Regions from separate parts of the Arachis hypogaea genome. Here region 2 is linked to region 1. The links are chromatin contacts, called in public Hi-C maps. All regions are on one chromosome and are shown on one strand. Each heading gives the region's core, a stretch centred on a gene start, on an enhancer-like site or on the middle of the called end of the contact. The rest is flanking DNA. Distances are from core to core; before and after follow the strand shown. Region 1 holds the start of LOC112751378 (lupeol synthase). Region 2 has its middle 19 kb from the start of LOC140172877.

The links. A called contact is a pair of places that touch in the nucleus more often than the background predicts.
Region 2: a Hi-C map of leaf shows a contact between it and region 1, with 1.7 times the contacts expected there. The contact joins the enhancer-like site here to the promoter of LOC112751378 in region 1. A contact is called at or near these places in 4 of 8 Hi-C or Micro-C datasets (leaf and an unstated tissue).

What each region holds. Positions count from the first base shown.
Region 1 is chr15:151,857,348-151,860,059 of arahy.Tifrunner.gnm2.J5K5, reverse strand. It overlaps LOC112751378 (lupeol synthase), which reads left to right and starts at 1,384. Exons shown (of 19, transcript XM_072217252.1): 1 at 1,384-1,577; 2 at 1,836-2,057. The coding sequence starts at 1,863.
Region 2 is chr15:151,902,147-151,904,858 of arahy.Tifrunner.gnm2.J5K5, reverse strand. No RefSeq gene overlaps it. Among protein-coding and RNA genes, the nearest start is that of LOC140172877, 19 kb to the left of the region's middle. Within about 2 kb of position 1,343, at least 3 of the 3 cell types and tissues checked have open chromatin away from gene starts, as enhancers often do.

The DNA of each region.
Region 1 (2,712 bases), core at 135-2,634:
TAATATTATTAGTAGAAATAATTTTTGAATAAAATATATTTTTTATCTTTAATATTTTTAATTTTTTTTAAATTACCGTTAACATTTAATTTAATTTAATTTTATTTTATTCTTATCGTTAAAATTTTTATGGTATAAATTAGTCAGTTATTTTTAACTTTATTTTTTATTGTATCACTATGTCTATCACCTTCAATTCTAACTTTAATCTTAACATTTACCATAAATTAGTCAATTTTTTTGTTCAGGGTAAATTTTTATAAAATCTATCTTTAGATTAGAATTGCATATACCGTAGATCATAAATTATTTTGTCAATTCGAAATCATATATTATACTTTCTAATTTGAAAGGTACATAAATATAAATTTTTTAAATATAATTTTACTAATGTTCAATTTTTACAAAATTTAGTACAAAAAAAATTCTCTAAGTTGAGAAAGATAATTTCATGAAAAAACAGAGAGAGCAGGCAATGTACTATATACTTTATAATGTTCCTCGTCGGATCCAAAAGATTCCAGACAAATTTCATCAAAAGAAATAAAGCTAAGAGTTTGGTATATACATAGATGAAAGTGACTTCACCTAATAAATTCAACCTCCCACTAATTATTAGGGATGCCAGTGGGACGGGGTGGGGGCAAGGAATGTTTTTCTGCTTTTCGTCTTCGCTCCTAGAATTAATTTTTGTTTATGTCCCATTCTCTGTCATGGGAGAATAATTGTCTCCATCTCCGTTTCCCGCATTCTCATTTTCCATTTCCCATTTTCGCGGGAAACGGAGAATAATTTTTGCGGGATCCTATTTTCCATCTTTCTATATTTAACATTCATATGAAAATTATAATAAAAAAATATCAAAAAAATTAAAAAATAAACTATAAAATATTATTACAAACACACAAACATATCTTATCCAAGATTATAAATTCAGAAATATAACATAGCAAATCATAGTCCATAAAATAAAATCTTGAACAATAGGGTTAGAATTTTTTAATGAGTGAAATTACTAAAAAAATCCCTATAATAAAAATAAAGTAAGAATTATTAAGTAAGTTCAAAAATTCGGAGAATTATCAGGGATGAGGCGGGAATTCCCACTCGAATCCCCGCGCTTGTCGGGGGAATTTCGCTCTCCATCTCCATTCCCACGAAAAAAATTTTCCACTATTAGGACCCATTCGGGGCGGTTCCCGCGAAGATCCCCGACTTCTGAAAATTTTTGACACCCCTACTAATTATCAATAATGGTATGATAAGAAAATTTTATTGTGTGAATTTCATCCATCGCTAAAGGTGTACTTAGTTACAAAATTAATATAAGAAACTTCTCCCTCCATGCTTGGGAATAAAAGGACTGTTTTACCAAAACACTCCACACACCTCACCACACTCCAATCCCTTTTCAGCCAAGCGGTGTGTGCATGTATCCAAAATCTTCATTTTTATATATTTCTTTCCTAAAGTTCTAAGCTTATCTCCATCTATAGCTAGCTAGCTATAGCACAATTTCTCATCTATCCAATTTTAATCTTCTTTGGGCTACTAATAATACTTTCATTCAAATTCAAGTAAACATCTATCATTCTCTCTTTTATGATATTAGAACATTTTTAAGTATTTTAAATTACTGATATTTCGGTAGTTTTAATTATTAATTTCAATTTTTAACTTTGTATACATTTTACAACCGAAATTAATGACTAAAATAACTAAAAAAACACTAGTATTTTTAGAATATTTTAACGCTTCTTATTATACTTTTATATGTGTGTATATACATGAATAATAATGTTTTCTCACTATGATGAACCCATCTTTGTACTTAGGAAAATAAATATAATATATAGTTGAGGATGTGGAAGTTGAAGATAGCAGAAGGAGGAAAGAACTTGGTTTCAGGAAACAATTTCATAGGAAGACAACATTGGGAGTTTGATCCAAATGCAGGAACACCACAAGAACATGCTGAGGTTGAAAGGCTGCGCCAAGAGTTTACTAAAAATAGATTTTCCATCAAACAAAGCTCTGACCTCTTAATGAGGATGCAGGTACATACATTACTTTAGGAAGAATTTTTAGTGTACCTGACAATGTTCTAGTTATTTTAACCGTTAATTTTAATTATAAAAAATATATATAATATATATTAATTAAAATCAACTTGGCACTGAAACACCGATGTTTCAGGTACACTTGAAAATTTTTCCATACTTTAGTCTTAGTATGTCTTTGCATAATTGTATTAATTAACTTTTTCTTTCTTAATTTGAATTGAGAATTTAGTTTTCGTGCATTACAAGTATAACATTTAGTTAGTAGGATAATATTCTGTGTTCTAAGTATAAAAGTCTTTCATAATTGTATTAATTAACTTTTTCTTTCTTAATTTGAATTGAGAATTTAGTTTTCGTGTATTACAAGTATAAAATTTAGTTAGTAGGATAATATTCTGTGTTCTAAGTATAAAAGTCTTTTTAAGTTGATATGTCCTGTTATTATATAGATAAAAATGTTTTATTTTTTAAGATATTAAGTATGGAAAGTTAACTTTTATTTTTTCTATTTGATTGAATATTAATATATAGAGTTTAATATATATAGTACATACAAACTAAACTTTAAAATAATTTATAGTTATATATTTAAAAAATTCATATTAAAAAATTAGGATTAAGTAAGATTTTCATCTCTAAGGTATAGGCC
Region 2 (2,712 bases), core at 94-2,593, 45 kb before region 1:
TACCTATAAAATTATATTATAAATAAAAATATGATATAATAATATAAATATATTTAATATAATTAAAAACTTTAATTTATTTTCTTAAACTCTAATTTTAAAATGTTTTATTAAATTCTCTTTAATTTCTATCTTTCTTAATACAATATCGTATCAAAAACTTACATTAATTTTGATTTATTTGTTAAATTTAAAAATATAAAAACACATACATTTGTCGAACTGAAATTTTTTTTATAAACTTTTTTTCATTGATTTATTTATAATTTTTCATCATCATCACTATTATTCTATCATTGCCATTATCTATTGCTATTATAATTGTTACTATAATTGTTGTTATTGTCATTATTGTTATTATTAATTATTGGTTAATCGTGAACAAATTCTATTTAATTAATTAATTAATCAATAACAATAATAATTGTGAACAATTTTTTTTAATTCTTTTGTAAATGCAGTCTTTATTAAATTTGAAAAAAATATATATTATTTAAATTATAATTATTTCCATAATTTTTTTAGGTAATCATCTTTTAATAAATGTATGTATTAAGAATATGTTTAATTATTCTGTTGGTCTTTGTAGTTTTATCAAATTTGTAATTAAGTTTTTATATTTTTTTCTAATCACGTTCTTACACTACTTTTAATTTTATAGTCAAGTCTTTTTGTTTCAAAAATATTAAAATCAACGAAATATTCCCTCTAAAAAAATTTTCTAGTCAAAGTTTTAATTAAGTTTTTAATTGTGGGTACATTAAATTTGTATAAAAATATTTCATTAACTCTAAAAATTAATTTTATGAAAAAAATAGTTAAATAAAAATTGATACATAATTTGTTAAAAAAAATTAAGAGGGAGCATTGCCCCTCTTCCTTTACACAAAATTTTGTTTTTGTTTATACATATTAATTTATATATTTTTAATTAAATAATTAACTATTAAAATAATTAAACTTAATATAATAGAATAATCAAATAATAAATAAATAATTTAACTATTTTATAGTACTATAATAAAAAATTTTATGAAAATCAAAGATATCTTTATACACAATAACTAAACTTTTTTTATATACATTGCATGATTATTGTTGTGACACTCGTTCCAAAAAAGAAGAAAAATAATGCCATTTAGTGCAGTTCAGTCAAGACATATCACATATGGCGGCTGGAAAAAAAATGGCTTTTAAAATTAGTCTATAAGGACAAGCTGATAACTTCAATCATACAAAACTTGTTAAAAGAAAAAACGGTTGCATGTCTACATGCACCACCCAACCTTCATGTTCATCTGTGTTTCACTCGCTTAATCTGGACCTTGTATTTTTTTTATTATTATATCTAAATGATTAATGTTGTTGAAATATCATATTTCAAAAAGGACATCGACATGACATACGTGAACATCTTCCTGTCTGATATCCCTAATCTTGATGTTCTTCTTCCAAGTTCTAACCGAGTATTAATTTATATATATTGATGAAGACAAAGTGACAAACCCTTTTGAATCGACCGTACGTTGAAAAAGAGGGGCAGACGCAATTCCTTTCCTTACTACTGTGGTTGGGGATTGGATCGGTACTTAGATACTTAAAAGTTAAAAGGATAAAGTATATATATACTTAAATTTTATTTTATTTTAATTTTATTCTAAAATTTTTTTATTTTCATCAAATATATTTTTGATGATTAAATTTTAAAATAATTTAAAATCAATTCAATAATAATTTTATCAAAATAACTTTTAACATATATAAATAAATAAAACATAATTATCATATATTATTATTAAATTAGTTTTAAACTTTTAAAAATTTAACTATTATAATTAATTATATTTCATACAAATAAAAAAATTTTGAACAAAATTAAAATAAAATAAAATTTAAAAATATTTTTAAAATTTTTAATTAATTTTAAAGGTAAAAAATATATTTTATCTAAACTTAAAATACGTTCATGTCCTCTCTTTAATCCCTACACGCTTAGACTTAACAAGGCTATTGAATTGAATGGTTATTATGCATTCACTCATGATAAACAATATAGGAGAATACTGTTTTTTTTTAACAATGTAAATAATAAATAAAAAAAAAGTTAATTTTAATTTTAAAAATCAAATTTTAAATTAATTAGATTAATCATAATTTTGATTTTTTTTTTTGCAACCACTCTCTTGCAATCCTGTGCTACCGCTGCTGCTGTTGTATCGCGAACCCAAAGCCTTCGCAGCTACTGTTTCGTTACTTATTTTTTATCAACTTAGTCGGATGTTCATTTTATTATGTATGTAGATGGTTCTTTTCATTCTAAAGTTGATGTTTATTTATTGGTATTTTACTTGATTTGCTTGATTATGCATGCACATGCTTCGCAAGATATTCATTTTACTATGTACAGATGGTTCTTTTCACTAAGATGTGGATGTTTATTTGAATCTTACTATTTGGGTGAACAAAACAACGTGACACACAATGAAAGTGACGAAGACACAATACAACGGCGTGGAAGCAAGGGCAGAGGTGCAGCGTTGGAGCAGCTAGCGGCGGAACAAGGCCTCTACTCGGCGACGATGCGACGTCACAGGAGGGAGAAGAAGGCGCGCAATAGCAGCGTCGCTTGCAGGGAGAACAGGGGCAGCGCAACGCATGGAAAAATAAAGTGCAGCGGCAGCGTCGAGAGCAAGGGGCGCGACACAGGGAAGA